2 separate regions of the Ovis aries genome follow, and region 1 is linked to region 2. Evidence: chromatin contacts called from public Hi-C data. All regions are on one chromosome and are shown on one strand. Each heading gives the region's core, a stretch centred on a gene start, on an enhancer-like site or on the middle of the called end of the contact. The rest is flanking DNA. Distances are from core to core; before and after follow the strand shown.

Region 1 (4,010 bases), core at 1,004-3,503, 180 kb after region 2:
ATTAAAAAGAAAGACTCTATTAAAAAAAAAACAAAGGTTGCCTGGTGAATGAAGGATTAAATCTGGAGTGGAATTCGTCTTTTGTAGAGGTTGAGGTTTAGGGCAAGATAGGGGTCCTTTTTCACTAATGGAGGACGCTTGGGCAAGAAAACCATACCCAACCCAGAGGACCACTGCCAGCACGACTCTCACAGTCATGAGCTCTCGTGGGTGCCCCCTCACTGGTGTCCCACACCATCCTTAGAACTAGAATGATGGGCACGCAAGGAGCACGTGGCCCAGCATCTCTCCTCTGGTCAGTGAGCTCAGACCCAGGACTTGTGGCTTCTGCAGCCATGTGTCCTGCTCTGCACAGCTTGAACAGGACTAGGGAAATGAAGTCGGAGGAAGACTATTTGGAAAAAGAAACTTGGTTGTCAGTGTCGCAGAAACAGAGCAAATGCTAATGAATATTGTGAATACTTAAAAAAAAAATCACTAAAACCTGCTGCTGCTGCTAAGTCGCTTCAGTGGTGTCCGACTCTGTGCGACCCCACAGACGGCAGCCCACCAGGCTCCCTGGGATTCTCCAGGCAAGAACACTGGAGTGGGTTACATTTCCTTCTCCAGTGCACGAAAGTGAAAAGTGAAAGTGAAGTCGTTCAGTCGTGTCCAACTCTTAAGAGACCCCATGGACCGCAGCCTACCAGGCTCCTCCGTCCATGGGATTTTCCAGGCAAGAGTACTGGAGTGGGTTGCCATTGCCTTCTCTGCACTAAAACCTAGAGAATAAAAAAAAAATACTCAAGTGGAAAAAGGCTCCAAAATTACCATTTTAAAGCACAAGCTCTAATCAGATCTGAGAGCTTACTGAAAGCGGACTTATTTAAGCTATTGACAGGGATTATTGTTTTGATGCCAGGGTTTTAAATTGGGGGATAAAATTAAAAGGGGCCAAAGATGAGGGTTATTATTTCAATCTGAAACTAGTATTCCATGGTGGGGAACCGCCTGGATTTGAGCGTCTGGGGGTTGATTACTGCACTTGGAGTCGTCCCTGGACACATTTCCAGATAGTTCTGAGGAGGGTCAAAATGTGCAGGCTTTGCAGCATTTGTGGACTTGCACCACAGCTGCTCAGCGATTAGTCTGAGGCCCGTCCTTGGCAGGAAATGGTAAAGGAATCAGCAGGAAGCCAAGAACAAGGGAAGGGAAACTCCTCCCTCCTGTCAAAGGACAGGCCAGAGGGAGGATGAAAATGGAAAGTGGGCATTGCAGGGTTAGACATGCTGGGATGGACAGTGTGTGTTTCAAGGGCAAGAGTGTGTGATGAACTGTTGTGTTTATTATGTGACTTTATTATGGAGCCTGTACTTCATGTTCCTCAGGCTTCAGTCAGCATATGATCCCCAGGATACGGGGGAGATGCTATTCTTTTACTTTGTTTTGTGTTTTCTGAGGTCCAGCAGCCCACTGACAGGACAACCTCCCCTTGTTTCTGATTTCTGGCTTATTCAAAGCCAGAGCACCTGAAAGTCAAGTTGAAAAATTTTACCAGGAGGAAAAAAAAACCACACCAGACTATAAATGGAATCAAATCATAGGAAATGCTCGGTGTGAAAGAGGAGAGGACTGCAAGATCATTTTCGTGTTTTACCCAGTTCTTCATAACCAAAAATCCTCACTAGATTCTTGAGGCAGAGCGAGAGGCTGGTGGTCCAGTGAGAGAAACTGAATCTGATAAGAAGAAACCAGTTATCTGAAATCCAACAACTCTTTCTTGTGGATTAGAACTCAGCTTTGAAGTTTCACTTGTTATGCTTGGCTCTGTGAGTTATGCTACTCCTGATGAAAAATAAAATCAAGAATATTTTACATTGAAGGGCCTCAGTGATGAAAAGGCAGCATCCAACTCCCTTATCTCATCAGCTGTGCGGTTGGCTAGCAAACTTGTGTTTAGATTGTTACCTGAAGAAAGAAAAAACAAAGTGTCCTGAATGCTGATTCTACTGTGTCAGTGGGAAACAATTTCTAACAGGCAAGTGGCAAACAACAAAACTTTTGAGAAAGCAGACCTGGGGAGAGTTCACTGCAGTTTCATAATGGTATGAATAGTTCTTTTGCTGCCTTTTTTCTTTTCTTTTTTTTTTTTTTCGAAATCTTTCTGGGGTTGATGTGGATCTCTTTCTATTTGTTCAGGAAACTGTGACGTGTGTTCTGGGCAGGGTTTGAGGTTTTGGAACCTTTTCTAAAAGGGACAGAGAGCACCCGGCTACACTTCCCTGTTGTGAGGTTGGTGCACGGCTGGTGGAGCTGAAGCAAACTGGTCACCATGCAGGTGCTCCTCCAGTGCACTAGGCTTGCTCTGGCTCTTGCCTTCATCCTGATTTCATCTTCAGTTCAAGGTAAGAACCACTAATCTTATCACCTTATAATCTTCTTGTATGCCCCAGGGTCCACACAAATGATTATATTCACTCTAAGGTATAGAATATAGTATATTATGGGAAAGTAGGCCAAGAAAAAAAAAAAAAAAGAAAGAATTTGGGTAGCTGAACTCTTTAGAGTGAAATTGGTTAAGTTTGGTACAAAAAAAAAAAAAAAAAAGTTAAACTCTGAGGCAGCTATGGCCTTGTAAGTTCTTAAAATGATTGAAATGTATTATTTTATTGTCAGGTGAAAATGGCTTCCAAATTTCTAAAGCCTCAAGAAAGGAATAGAGAAAATGGTTTACCTCTAAGTGCCCACATCTATCCCAAGTTTTAATAATTAGTGATGTTATCATTATTTTGACACTGGGAAATGCTATTTTTAAAATCAGAGTAAATTTGCTTGTATTTTCTCTCCTTTTAAAAACCTGCTTCTTAGTGAAAATTCAATTATGTTTAGACACAGCTAATGAATACCCGCTCAGATTTTAAAGAAAGGCCAAAGAATTTTAGTAATTGTGTCATTGCTCAGAGAAACAGCATATTTGGAAAATTCTTGTTAGGTCTATCATTTAGGATTGTTTTAGTCAGAATGAAACAACTTAAAACCTTTAATGACTAAGAAAATGAAAATGATCAGTTTGTAAGAAAAACACAGTTTCTTCTCTTTTGGTAAATAAGGGATTATAGTCATGGCCTGATAAGTAGAAGGGAGAATTTATAGTAGAAAAACACTAAGTTCCTCCAAATCGTAAAGGAAATATTGAGTCATAGCGATGCACACATCTAGATACGTTTCTTCGAAGTGACTTCTAGTTGTCTTGTTTTTACTTCTGGTGGAAATGAAATTGTATACATAACCTGAGATACATTCATTATATATTGGAAATTTATAAAAATCACTTTCTTCTTGTTATTAAAGAAAAACCAGCAAATGATGGTGATGAAACCTTTCCATTAATCTATTTATTTTTTTAAAGGATAAAACATTGTTGATTGTAAGGAACAGGCTTTACTACAATCTTTCAGGGAAAACCTTCAGCCAGTGAAATAATTCCCTAATGTGTTCTGACAAGATCCAGGCAGTCAAGTCCATGTTTGTAGAACAGACCTGAGGGACCTGTTGGTGTTGGGTCTACTCTGACCAGAGCTCGATGAATCTTTACATCTTCAAAATCTCCCAGAAATGTCACATTTCCCACTAAGATTCAATAGGGAAAACTAAAATTAAAACAAAAGTGTTCTTTATATAATCGGTATTTTCCAGAAAGTAGTGAAGAAACCGTTATAAAATTGTATAAAGCACTAGTATTTATGTCATCACTGGGTACATTTTGCTCCGTGTTGGGAAGGGAACCAAAAATAAGAGAATGAATAGACTGAAACACTAGGGAGTTTCCAAAGGAGAAGTGCAGTTGGTATTGGAATTAAGGGTTTGTGCCCACATTTGAATAAGAAGGGAAATAGACGCCCACCCACTGGCTCTGTGTGTGTGTGTGCACGCGCGTGTGTGACATCAACTCAAGGCTGCAAAGAGGTCTCTATTTCATAATATTCTATGTGATGCCAGATATGATTCTGTAGCACTCTTTCCCCACTTAA
Region 2 (4,296 bases), core at 647-3,146:
GATTGTGTGTGTTTAGGTGTACAGAATTGCATGTGTTCAGCTGTACAAAATTTTAATGTTACCCATATACATATATATATCTACGTATGTTTAGATTCTTTTCCCGATTAGGTTATTACAGAGTGTTAATTAAACCTCCACTCATAAATACTGCTCCTGGTTGTTATCTGTTTTGTGGAAGTAGATTGTATTTATTCTGCTGAAGCTCCTAACGTATCCCTTCCCCACTACTTTCTCCTGTGGTAACGGAAAGTTTGATTTTCATGTCTGCGAGTCTGTTTCCCAGTTGGTTCAAGGCTGTACATGTGTAAATAGCACCAGTAAGTGATCGCTTAGGATTTTTGCCTTTCTGATTCTTCATTACATCAGTTAGTAGCGTTATCCCTAGTTCCAGGTAGGTTCTGGAGATTGGCGTGATTACATTCTTTTTCATCCTGAATGAGGTTGCATTGTGAACATGTTGCAGTTCTTCTTTATCCATTCGTTTGTCGATGGATAATTTCTTTCCTTTCCTTGTCTTGGTTATTATAAAAGGTGGTGTAGGGCATGTTGGGTGCCCATGTCCTTTGAATTCTGGTTTGCTGTGCACATGTTGTTAAGGGTGGGAGTACTGGATCATTTGGCAGCTAAAGGCACTGTTATACTGAGCTCTCTAGTGGCTGTTACCGTTGACATTTCATCCACACCGGAGGAGGGTCCCCTTTTCATAACCCCGTTGTAGCACTTCCTGTCTGTAGACTTCTTGCTCATGGCCATTTTGACTGGTGCGAGTGGATACCTCCTTGCAGTTCTGAGTTGCTTGTCTCTAAATCACCCTGTTTCACACGTTTTTGGGTGCTTTATTCTTTTTTCAACATTATGAGTTGTACTTCCCTGTTGAAATTGTCTCCTTGAAAGTGTGTGCTCTGTTTAATTGTTTTCGCTTAACTTGCTGCTGGATATTTTGGAGGGCAGTTACCATAGAATCGCACCAGTGCACGCGAATATTCTGTTACCCCGGGGAAGAGTCTTAGATTGTTGTTGCGAGAAGTGGCCACACGGCGGCAGCATTTCTTCATTCCCAGCTGTAGTTACCTGAAAAAGGATGGAGCCTTACAGCGAGTCCTGCTTTGGGGTTTCAAATTACAGTGCAGTGTGCCAGAAGCAGCACCCAGCAGCTTGCTGGGATGTATTAAATTCATTTAATTTTTTTTGGAGTAAGATTGAAATACATGTATATGTGTAGGTGTGTAGAATTTTTGTGTTATAGATATGCATGTGTCTACATATGTTTAGACTCTTTGCTGTTAGTCTGAGTGTTGACTCGACCTCCCTTTGTGGATGTCGTTCCTTATTAATCATGTGTTTTGTGGGTAATAGATTGTATCTGTTTATCTCAAGCTCCTAATTTATCCCTTCCCCCCTTCTTTTTCCTGTGGTAACCATAACTTTGATTTTCAAGTCTCTGACTCTGTTTATGTTTTACCCACAGTTCATGGGTGTGCATGTGTAAAGGGCACCTACAAATGGTATCCTATGATTTTTGCCTTTCTTATTCTTGCTTACTTCACTTAATACGATTATCTCATTTTCAGGTATGTTCTGGAAACTGACATGATTGCATTCTTTTTCATCTGTGCATCAGATTGCATTTTAAAGATGTTGCATTTCTTTATCTGTTCGTCAGTAGGAAATGTTTTGGTCCAAGTCTTGATTATTGTGAATGGTGCTGCCGTGCACATTGGGTGCTGTTTCTTTTCGAAGTCTGGTTTGCTGTGCACTTACTCGTAAGAGTGGGGCTACCGGATCATTTGCCAGCTGTGGTTTTACGGTTGAAGGCACCTTTATACTGCTCTCTCTAGTGGCTGTTACCACTGACATTCTGCTGCACCATGGGAGGCTGCCCTTTTTTTAACCCCGTTGTAGCAGTTATTGTCTGTTGAATTCTTGGATACGGCCGTTTTGACCGTTGCGTGGGGATACCCTGTGGCAGTTCTGAGTTGCGTGTCTCTAAATCACCGTATTTTGCTTGTTTGCGGGTGCTCTGTTCTGTTTTTAACACTGAGTTTTCTTCCCTTTGATATTGTCGTCTCGATAGTGTACTCCATGTTTGTTTTCACTCACTGCCGGGAATTTTGGAGGCCAGGTGCCTTTTACAGTCCAACAGTGGCTGTTCTCCGAGGCAGTAGTTTTTAGGTTGCTGTTGTGGGGAATGGCCACAAGGTGGCAGCATTCCTTCATTCCCCGCTCTGGTTACCCCGCAAGCCAACAGAGCGTTAGAACCATCCTGCTTTGGTGTTATGGATCACAGCGCACTATGCCAGAAAAAGCACACAGCAGCTTACTTTGTTCCCTTTTTTTGGTTTTAAATTATTGTTTCATCGAGTAAGATTGAAATACATGTGTATGTTGTAGGTATACAGAATTTTTCACGTTACGCATATACATATGTCTACACATGTTCAGATTCTTTTCCCAGTTAGGTTGCTACAGAGTTTTGGTTAAACCTCCCTCGGTAGATATCGTTTCTTATCTCTTTCACAGGTAATAGATTGTATTTGTTCATCCCAAGCTCCTAATTCATACCTTCCCTGCTTCTTTCCCCGGTGATAACCATAAGTTTGATATTCAAGTCTGTTACTCTGCCTGTGTTTAATCAGATAGTTCATGGTTGTGCGTGTGTAAATTGCACCTGTACGTGATACCGTATAATTTTTTGCCTCTCTGATTCTTGCTTAGTTCACTCAGTAGTACTAACTCTAGTTTCAGATAGGTTCCAGAAGTCGGCATGGTGGCATTCTTTCACATGCGTAAATCAGATTGCGTTGTGAACATGTTGCTGTTCTTCTATATCCATTCGTTAGTCGATGGAAAAGTTTTTCAATTCTCGTCTTGGTTATTATAAAAGGTGTTATAGTGCACTTTTGCTTGCCAAAGTTTGTCAAATTCTGGCTTGCTGTGCCATTCTCTTAAGGATGGGACTACTGGATTATTTGGCAGATGTGGTTTTTACTGGTTAAGGAAGTGTTTTTACTGTTCTCTATGGTGGCTGTTACTATTGACATTTCAGCCGCAACATGGGAGGGCTCTCTTTTCTAAAACCCTCTGGTAGGAGTTACTGTTTGTAGACTTCTTGATCATGGCCGTTTTGATTAGTGAGAGTGGCTACTTCATCATTCTCAGTTGCCAGTCTATAAATAACCATTTCTCACATGTTTCCTGGTACTTTATTCTTTTTCTTAAAGCCGTGAGTTGTACTTCCCTGTTGAAATTGTCTTCTTCAAAGTGTGCCCTGTGTTTCATTATTTTCACTTACTTTCTCCTGGAAATTTTGGAGGGCAGGTACCATGTATAGCCCACCAGTGCTTCTGAATACGCTTCCCCTCAGCAATGTTTTTGAGGTGGTTGTTGTGGGAAGTGGCCACAAGGAGGCAGCATTTGTTAATTCCCAGCTCTGGTGGCAGGGCAAGGTGACGGAGCCTTAGAGCAAGCGCTGCTTTGGGGCTGGAAGTTAGAGTGCAGTGTGCCAGAAGAAGCAACCAGCAGCTTGTATTGTTACCTCTTTTGTGTATTAAAGTAACTTATCTTTTATCAGAGTACGTTTGGAATACAAGTTGTGTGTGTTTAGGTGTATGAACTTTTTTGTGTTACACCTATACATATATCTTCATATGTTCAGATTCTTTTCCCAGTTAGGTTATTAAAGAGTGTTGATTAGACCTCCTTTGGTAGATGTCCCTTTAGTGATTCATATCTGTTTTGTAGAAACAGATTGTCTTTTTTCATTCCAAGCTCCTTATTTATCCCTTCCCTGCTTCTCTCTCCTGTGGTAACCAAAAGTTTGATTTTCAAGTCTCTGACTCCATTTGTGTTTTCCCAGCTAGTTCAAAGTTGTGCATGTGTAAATCGCACTTACATGTGATATCGTATGACTTTGACTTAGTAGGATTATCTCTAAGTAGGTTCCGGAAATTGTCATGATGACATTCTTTGTCATGCCTGGGTTAGATTGCGTTGTGGACATGTTGTGTTCTTCTAGGTCCATCTGTTTGTCGGTGGAAAGTTGTGTCACTCCTGCGTCTTGGTTATTGTAAAAGGTGCTGCTCTGCACATCCAGGTGCCCTGTCTGTCTGAATTCCAGTTTTCTGTTCATATATGCTCAAGCATGGACTACCAGATCACCTGGCAGCTGTGGTTTTACCGCTGAAGCTAATATATACTGTTCTCTGTGGTTGCTGTTACTGTTGACATTCAACCGCACCGTAGGAGGATCTCCTTTTCTTAACCCCATTGAGCAGTTATTGTCCATAGACTTCC

The links. A called contact is a pair of places that touch in the nucleus more often than the background predicts.
Region 1: a Hi-C map of muscle shows a contact between it and region 2, with 5 times the contacts expected there. The contact joins the promoter of SRGN here to the enhancer-like site in region 2. A contact is called at or near these places in 11 of 16 Hi-C or Micro-C datasets (blood, hypothalamus, liver and 6 more).

The regions. Positions count from the first base shown.
Region 1 is chr25:24,688,402-24,692,411 of ARS-UI_Ramb_v3.0, forward strand. It overlaps SRGN (serglycin), which reads left to right and starts at 2,254. Exons shown (of 3, transcript XM_012105207.3): 1 at 2,254-2,384. The coding sequence starts at 2,312.
Region 2 is chr25:24,508,580-24,512,875 of ARS-UI_Ramb_v3.0, forward strand. The region is part of intron 2 of KIFBP (kinesin family binding protein); the gene reads left to right. Among named protein-coding and RNA genes, the nearest start is that of KIFBP, 29 kb to the left of the region's middle. Within about 2 kb of position 1,897, at least 3 of the 54 cell types and tissues checked have an H3K27ac peak or open chromatin away from gene starts, as enhancers often do.